Regions from separate parts of the Mus musculus genome. Here region 2 is linked to region 1. Evidence: chromatin contacts called from public HiChIP or PLAC-seq data. All regions are on one chromosome and are shown on one strand. The core of a region is the stretch at or near the end of the contact, and the rest is flanking DNA. Distances in the headings are between cores, read along the strand shown.

What was found. HiChIP or PLAC-seq counts read pairs in DNA pulled down with a chosen protein or histone mark.
Region 2: a contact with region 1 is called in an H3K4me3 HiChIP or PLAC-seq map of bone marrow-derived macrophages, with 3 times the contacts expected there. The contact joins the enhancer-like site here to the promoter of Borcs7 in region 1. A contact is called at or near these places in 4 of 39 promoter capture datasets (cranial neural crest, embryonic stem cells and neutrophils), 1 of 115 datasets of contacts at active chromatin or transcription factors (bone marrow-derived macrophages) and 2 of 9 other capture datasets (liver and pancreatic islet).

Annotation. Positions count from the first base shown.
Region 1 is chr19:46,687,269-46,691,722 of GRCm38.p6, forward strand. Borcs7 (BLOC-1 related complex subunit 7) reads left to right here and starts at 2,638. Exons shown (of 5, transcript NM_025563.3): 1 at 2,638-2,817. The coding sequence starts at 2,680.
Region 2 is chr19:46,926,714-46,931,620 of GRCm38.p6, forward strand. The region is part of intron 2 of Nt5c2 (5'-nucleotidase, cytosolic II); the gene reads right to left. Among named protein-coding and RNA genes, the nearest start is that of Nt5c2, 33 kb to the right of the region's middle. Within about 2 kb of position 2,633, at least 49 of the 459 cell types and tissues checked have an H3K27ac peak or open chromatin away from gene starts, as enhancers often do. A contact at or near this core is called in bone marrow-derived macrophages and liver, where this site is marked.

The sequences.
Region 1 (4,454 bases), core at 1,388-3,887:
GAGCTACACTAACCTAATCTAGATAATCCCTCAGAGACACATCAGAAGCTAACCTAATATAATCCTTTATAGGCTAACTTAATCTAGATAATCCTTCATAGACTTGTCCAGAGGCTAACCCTAGCTACATAATCCCTTAGAGATGTGTCCAGCGGTTGACCTAATCTAGTTAAAACTTCATATACAAATCAGAGGCTAACCTGATTTAGGTAATCCCTTGCAGCCAAGTTAGGCTTATCTTCTAGGTAATTCTAGGCCCTGTCCAATTGACAATGCTAACCATCACAGTTGCCAAGGAACCTTTCTTTCTTCCAGTAAATGAGAGCATTTACCTATGATTACAGTGGCTATCGTAAGACCACGGGACACAACTGTGGTACCCGGAAGTTAAGACACATTTTAATGATCTTATTTGTTAGAGTCCTAGAAAACTGCAGGTTTATAGCTGGGAAAGGAGAAAGTCCACAGCTGTAATAAATTTAGGCTTTAAACATGGCTTATTGGGATTTTAACATTTTTATCTGAAATAACTCTGTTGTCATGATGCATGATTTTAAACACACACCACTCAGGAGGAAAGGGCAGGTAGATCTCTGTAAGCTGGAGGCTAGCCTGAGCTACATACTTGTCTTAAAAACTAACGAAGAGACATCTTATTCAGCGGTACTAACAATAGCCTGGGAGAATTAAAATATGAAGTTAGTGTTAAGCTATGACATTAAAGCCAGCAAGTTAGTAATACTAGATAAAGGACTGTGCATAACGAGGTAAATCATGTGTCAAGTTTTTTAAAAAGAATAAACAGTAGCTGGAAAGATGGCTCAATGGATAAGAGCAAACATTGCTGTTGCAGAAGCCCAGAGTTTGATTCCCAGCACCCAACCCTTTATGAATAGCTTGCAACCACCTGAGCTCCAGGGTATCTGATGCTGCCTTGGGACCTCTGAGGGCACCTGCAGGCATGTGCACAAACCACTCCCCCTCCCCCAACACACACATAAAAATGCACACAAGTAAAAATAAATTGCCAGGTGGTGGTGGCAAATGCCTTTAATCCTAACACTTAAGAGGCAGAGGCAAGAGGATCTCTATGAGTTCAAGGCCAGCCTGGTCTAGAGAGTGAGTTCCAGGATAGCCAGGGCTACATAGAGAGACTCTGTTTTGAACATAAATAAATAAAAGTAAAAAATTGAAGATGGAGACATGACTCAGTGGTTAAGAGCACTGACAGCTCTTCTAGAGGTCCTGGGTTCACTTTCTTGCACCCACACTGGAGAGCTCACATAGGTCTGTAACTTTGATTGCACAGATCAAACACCCTCTTCTGGCCTTCAAAGGCACACGCGTCCACATGGTACACAAACAGATAGGCAGGCACATACTTATAAATAAAATAAAAATAAGAAATAAACTATAAGTAAACAAATGTACAGAAAGCAGAGCTGACCTACAGTAAAATTTTGTTTGAATTTTTTTTCTTTTTCCTCTTTTTTAAAGATTTATTTATTTTATTTAGGTGAGTACACGGTAGCTGCCTTCAGATGCACCAGAAGAGGACATCAGATCCCATTACAGATGGTTGTGAGCCACCATGTGGTTGCTGGGAATTGAACTCAGGACCTCTGGAAGTGCAGTCAGTGAGCCATCCTCCAGCCCAAGAATTTTCTTGGATGAACTTTTTTTTTTTAACCAACCTCTACAGACTCTCAATTTAGGATTTTCAAGTTCCTATTGCTATCCACTTCTTTCAGAGGTCCCAGTGTACATCATTTGACTCCATTGCTTTGGGATTATGGCACCACAGTGCACCATGTGGTGGAGGGTTGTTCACTCCAAGGTCGGGATGGAAAGAGAGACAAAAAGGGACCAGGATCACAATATCCCTTCAAAGGGTATACTCCAGGGACCTAACATCATAGTAGGACTTGCTTCCAAAGTAATTATAAGCAGAGTTTTAATTAAAAGGCTATTCATAAATACAAACTACTAATGATTAAAAAAAAAAAAAAAAGCCAGGTGGTGGTGGCACACATAGATGGATCTCCGTGAGTTTGAGGCCAGCCTAGTCTACAGTCAGGACTACACAGAGAAACCCTGTCTTGAAAACACATACGCACACACACACAGAATTTAATGATGTTGACATTTCTTTACCTTAGTCATTTGAATTTCATTTTCTTTGGCCTGTGCCCTTTGCTAATTTCAATAAAATATGTTAGAATTGAACAGGGTCTCTATTTTATTTTATAGATATTTTATTTTATAGATGTGGTCTCATGTATCACAGGTCGGCCTCCACTTGCTATACAGCCAAGAAAGACCCTGAACTTCTGACAGAGTTGTATTAATGTGCCTAGGTAACGCAGTGCTGGCCCTAAAACAGATAACAGAAGACACAGGGGTTGAGTAATTTGTAGCCACATCACTCCTTGGGATGCTATCCAGATCTTCTGACTCTAAACTAGAGATTCACCTAAATTATATTCTATCCCCTCCAGGGTAGCCTGCCTAAACGGTATCCTCCTTCCATGTCCATCAACTGAACATTTTAAGTAATTTTAGTAAGCAGTTTGAGCTAAGCGCATGCGGTCCTTCCTCTTCGCACGATTGGACGGTTGCGTCTCTTTTGGCCCCAGGGACTCGCCGTCGTCCGGCTGCGGGTGATCGCTAGTTGAGGTGATGGCGACTGGGACGCCGGATTCGCAAGCCCGATTTGGTCAGTCCGTGAAGGGGCTTCTCACGGAGAAGGTGAACACCTGTGGCACCGATGTAATCGCGCTCACCAAGCAGGTGCTGAAAGGCTCGCGGAGCTCCGAGGTGAGCGGGGCGTGGGCTCCCCGGGCCCAGTCCTCCTCCCAGCGCTGGCTCCGGGAGAGGCGGCGCATTGCATCCTGGGGAGTGTAGGCTTTTGGCCCAGGCGCGTGTTGCATTCTGGGTGAGTTTCTTCAGTTTAGGTTGAATGCTTGTAGTTGGAAGAGATGATGGGTGGGAAGGGGAGAAGCACAGGCGGGCAGATGAGCTGCGGCTCCTACACAGTGCCTGTTTGTGTTCATGGGCGTCTGTAGTGAACATCAGTCGCTTTTCGAATCTCGGCTTGGCGATGGCCTCAACTTCCAAGATTTCTTACACCTCTCTCTTTGTGGGTTTATTCTTTATATTTCTGGCCAAGCTCTTCACTGTTTCCTAGACAAGCTTTTTCTTTTGCCCTACCATCTCCTCCCCCTTTCTCCATCCTCCATCCGATTCTATGAATGGAATGATTTGATGACACGTACACGCTGCTTGTTGAGGTCGTTATCTGCCCTAGAGAAACCGTGTGCCCACACAAAGACACGTACATGTTCATACACTTTTCCTCATGAGACAACTCACACGCTCATGGACAGGTAAACGGGCATATGAGATGCAATGACCTCGTCTTTGGTATGTATTTACTAATGGAAAATTAAACGTATGGCGGTGCCTAATGGGCACACCTTAGTCTGAGCTCTCAAGAGACCTGGGATACAGAAGGGACTGCTTAGAAAACTTCCAATTTCACCTTCCTTAGTAACCCCTACCTTAGTAACCCTTCGGCAAGTGGTTACCGTTTCCAACTTAGTTTTCATAGGAACGGCACCTGCTTTCCTATGTAGTTGCAATAATGACACACTATGTTCTCAGGCCTTTGGATCTGTGCATGGATGTTCACAACATCTGACTTATATTACTTTAAACCTGCAGTGTAGCAAGAGCTGGCTTTCACTGACAGTGGCTGCAAAACAAAATAAAAATCCCATTACAAGAAGTGCTCGCCCTTACTGTATAACAGCTGTTGACATTGCTGACCTGATGATCTCTGGTGACATGTTTTGCATGTGGTCCCATCTGACACGTTGCTTTTAGGAATCTGTGTCAGGGGAAAGTTTGAAGAAATTAAAGAATTGTTATATTGCTTTTTTTTTTGCAGATATAAATTATGCAAATCATGGTTTCACCATTTGACACTTTATCATGGTTGCACAGAGTTCCTGGGTCGTTTTTTGTTGGCAGTCAAGTTGACTTTCCTTTCTTTTTTTTTTTTTTTTTTTTTTTGCTATTTCTAGATTCTGTTTCTTTTGTAGAAAGTGTATGTGTATGTAAAATGTTGCATACATCATACAAATGTGCACACACATTCTTCTAGATAAACAAATTGGGGGAAGAAATGCTATAAATAGGCTTAAACTTTTTAAAGGTGGGTTTGGGGCCAGCAAAATAGCTCAGCAAGACAAAGTGTGTGCTACCAAGCTGGACCATCCAAGTTTCTGTCCGAAACTGGGACCCATATGGTGGAAAGAAAAAAAAAACCAAACTTTGAAAAGTTATCATCAAGCTTCCACAAGTGTGGAAGCCATGGTACACACATCCTTTTCTCTCCTCCACAGATTAAGTAAATAAATGCAATTAAACTTTTTTTTTTTAAAGCCAAGTAT
Region 2 (4,907 bases), core at 1,383-3,882, 240 kb after region 1:
GTTTTTGGAACATCATTATCTTGACTTAAGCATTGTAAGAGAAAGGAAAGAGAAAATCTTGTCAGCTGAAAAAAAAAAAAAAAAAGAACCTAGAGGAAAAGTGGCGCCTCCCCTAACCTTTCTGTTTTAGTTCTTTGTTTCTAGTAGTTTGAGGTGCTAGAAAAGCAAACATCACAAAGCAACAACTGCTACACACACACACACACACACACAGCTACTTAGCTCCAAATACCACAGTGATCCTCCCCTCAGGTTTTACCCTGCTTTTTCACGGAGAGCAAAATCTACCTGATGACTGACAATCCCCGCCTACATAAATCCTTTTGAAAACAACACAGGAGAAAGACACAAAATAATGGTTCTAACTCTAAAAACCGAAAGCTACTACAGCTGAGGCTTTTCAAGAGACAAGGGGCCAACTGGATGAAGCCCTGCTCAGAGCTGTAACAGCTGATGTGCCTAAAATACCTCAGCTAACACAGGCAGCAAGGGGATGAGGAAGATTGCTCTTCCACGTCACACATCTTAAGAAATAGGTCCAGAACAACGTAATTTTTAAAAAGCAGTTTCAATTTTGATAGAAAACAGATGTTAGCTGGCTTTAGATGCAGCTGAAGTAGCAGGGAAGACACTAACATAAAAGAAATGTCGCAAAGCAAAGCTCTTTTCTTGGTCAGGGGAGGAAAAAAAGGCTGCACCTGCATAGCCACGGAAATCTTTCAAAGTAGACACATTTTGAAAAGACAGCAAGAGCAGGGTACCCTTGCTAATGCTGGGAATAACATATTTCAGGAATAAGAAAATCTATTTTTGCCAAAATAACCATGGCTAAATATCCATCAAGTCACATGTCTCACTCCTCTCTGAGTTGACTAATCACATTATCTACTCCATCAACACATTTACCGATGTGTGCTAGAATACACATCTCATTTTGTGACAAATATCACAGAATATCCTTTGGGAATAGTCAGAGCTACAAAACTTTGTATGTCCTTAAGATTAGAAAATAAGATCTGGCAAGTGGGTAAAAGTTCTTGCTGCCAAGCATGGAGACTTGAGTTCAGTCTTAGGACCATCAAAGAAGAGAACTCACTCGCTCAGTTGTCCTTTGACCTCTCCAAGTGCCTGCGGTGGCATGAGTTCCCACATACAAACATTTGCACGCAAACATGAACACACAATATATTAATAAAACATTTTAATTAGGAAAAATACATTTGAGAAACTTGCATCAAATATCCTTTCCTTTTCATTCAAAGCAAGTACTCTAAATCGTAGAATCACCTCCTAAACTTAAGAGAGCATCACTCCTATGCCCTCACTTCTGTGGTGATCTTTATGTGAAAACCTCACCTATAGTCTCAGCTTTCCTTTTCTTTCCCTAACATAAACTATGAACATAGAAGGAGGTATACAGAAATGAAATCTAATTTGCTGTGTAAGCTAAGCTGTAATAAGCAAAGGAACAACTGTTACAGAGAACTAAGCCAAACACAGTTCCTGCATGTATGTGCTAAGCTTTACAAATACACAAATACCCAAGGCTGAACGAGAAACCTTTGGCACAGGAGAAAATGTAACCCTGACCTCACATATCTCAGGACAGACTTCAACAGACACTTATCTCTCAGCTTGAGACTAATGGCCATTCCCCACCGAGTTTACAAATTAAATGAAGTGTAAGATATTGTGTCAACTACAAGATATTAACGGAAAAGCAAGCTCACTGACCCACATATTTCAAAACAAATAAATTTACATACTTGGGAAAAATCAAATTTCTCTACAAATACCAGGACCTTTCTGCAGATCTGCCCGTGCCAGCTTACTATGGTCTTACTAAACTATTAACTAGCAGAATAATTTCACCTATGTTCAAGAGCATAAACATATCTGTAAAAATTAAAAGCATGCTTTAAAACATGTAATTATCACCCAAAATGTTATGGCTAAACTAGGCATCCAATTATAAATCAGAATCATAAATCCAACTATCATCCAGAATTCCCACAGATAAGAGCTGTGAGCTGACACTCACAATTTCTAGGAGATACATACACAGGAACATTGTAAAACTAAACACAGACTCCAGTAAAAACACCTTTAGCAATATTTACTATCAAATCCCACAGCAGTAAGGCAAAATTCCATTCAGGTACAGATATTAGCTGCAAGAAATAAAACCATTACTACAATGTGCTTTAAGAATAGGGATCTAAGAGTCTAAGATTTAACATAAACATGCAACTTATTATATTTGAAATTCTGTAAACAGCAAACCTCTGGTTTGGATCTGACTATAATTCAAAGCAAAATTACCTCATCTGTCACTGGTTTCCGTTTGGCAAACTGAAACTATCTGGGTAAAGTAGTTTCTGAAGTCACATAACAAGATTCTTCTTAAAATCCCTAAAACAATTTTTGAGTGTGTGTGATGTTAACCTAATTTCTAAAAGACTGTTTAGCCCGAGCCAGGCCCCCTCACACCATGTATCTTCTGAGACAGTGTGGGAGAAAACACCTCTGTGTCTAATTTAACTTGTCATTGGATATCACTGTTGCTCCACACAAATCCATTTGGAATAGAATTTCTCTGGCAATGGTGAACTGCATCTGTAACTCCTCCCTTTGCTTAGGAGTCACAGTTTCCTGGCCAAGTGCCCAACAACAGTTACTGCAACAACAAGTGAGAGGACTGTAAAATGCTCTTGGTCGTCTATTTTCACTGTAAGCAGCTGCGGTGGTGCATTCAAGCTGCTAGCAGGAAACTACTCCAAATGCATCTGAGTACGTAAACTCAAATTATGAACTATAATAAATTAGTGTCATGTCTGCAAATGTCACTTAGGTCGAGGCAAGATAACTGCCTGGGGGCTGGCTCGATGGCTCAGTGGTTAAGAGCACCAACTGCTCTTCCAAAGGTCCTGAGTTCAAATCCCAGCAACCACATGGTGGCTCACAACCATCCGTAATGAGATCTGATGCCCTCTTCTGATGCATCTGAAGACAGCTACAGTGTACTTAGATATAATAATAAATAAATCTTTAAAAAATAAAAAGGTTAACTGTCAGGGCTACAGAATGAGACAAAAACAGGAAAAAAATCATGCTCTAATGTAGATTGATTATTTGTTTGTTTGTTTTTCAAGACATGGTTCTCTGTTTGGCCCTGGCTGTACAGGAACTCACTTTGTGGACCAGGCTGGCCTCAAACTTAGAGATCCTCCTGTCTCTGCCACCCGAGTGCTGGATTCAAAGATGTGAGCTAGCAGCACCGCCAGGGCATAAATGCAGACTTTTTGATATAAACAACCTAGCTGCTTTTCCCCCCAATCTGTTCCTGTTCCTGCCTCTGCATTTTTCCCCACTCAAGCTTAAAGCCGCATCCAATTATCTATGTGCCTTCCTTCACACTTCCAAATGTCTTTAGAATCCATGTCTTTCACCCCATTAACTTCGCAAGGTCATAATTCTCCAGAAAACACTTCCCACTGGTCTGTCCTCATCCGGATGCTGACTGCTCTGAGGCAGGGCTGCTGGAAACGTGATACCCAGACTAATGCTCTCACCACGAACATTTCACTAATCCAGGACACCACCCAGAGACTTCTATTACTTAGAAACTTTTATAGCAATTTGATAGAGAAATAATTTGCTAATATAATAATAAAAAGTCCTATAATCTCAGCACTTTTGAACAAGGGAGGTTAGCCTGAGCTACAAGTGAGAACCTATCTCAAAAAAGGAACAAAATGTTTTCTGTCTCTATGTAATTTGTTTTTACTATAGTTTAGAAATATTATCAATTGAAAATAAATGGGAAATGTTAAAAGCTAGTTACTGTCTTCCTAAATTATCTTTAGTGAGTGCTCAAAACTACTTAACTAATAAATTAGGAGCTCTTGAATCTTCAAGGAGTTGAAAGCCTTTTATTATTTTGCTAAAATATTAAGTATGTATCATCCATACCATGTAGCCTTTCCTGTTATTACCTATTGTTTGCTGGTTATTGCTTTATTAACCAAGCTGTTTACATGCTTGAGGCTTTGTTTATGCTGCTAACTATACACTGTCCACTACTGTTATAGTCAAGTTTCTCTGACACATGGCTCAACAGTTCAGAGCCTGTTTATCCTTCCAGAACCGAGGACCTGAGTTCAGATCCCATTACCCTTATCAGATGCCTTCTAACCATTGTAACTACAGCTCCAGGGAGCCTGTCATGTCCTCTCTGGTCTCTGTGGGCACCCATACATGTGGTAGACACAGACACACACATGCACAAATATTTACAAAAATGGAGTAAATCTTTTTTTAAAGAAAAAATATCCTGAGGTGGGTTGCCTCTGGGTGGTAGAGTGTCTGGATAGCTGGCGGAAGTGAGACAGAGTATCTCACTGTGTCAAAGAGCTATGCAGCAAAACGCGCTTCTGGTGCTCAGATTGCTTTTCTATTGCATGGAAGAGATTTCACCAACAAATAATTCCATAAGTATTTTATCTTACATTGTAAGTATTTTAACTACACATTCTACCATGCACATAAAATACTAAGTAATTCTCTTACCATTTGCTTGATTATAAATTTGAGACCAAAATCTATATATAGCCTTCTCAACACTAAACAGACACAACAGATAACAATAACTGGAATTTAAACTAGAAACTTAGTACCAGAATTTGAAAGCTTGTAGAAAGGACACATTCCTATTAATGGGCACAGGATTTCTTGTGGGGAAAATATATTGTTCTAAACTTAAAGAACTAGAGATACCATTTGGCTGAGTCTAGCAAGCACAAGACCCTGAGTTCATCAATCCCTAGAAAAATAAATGGCAAGAAGGAAAAATGAGAGGCAAAAGAGAGGAGAGAGAAGGGGAGCAGAGGGAGAAAAGAGGAAGGGAG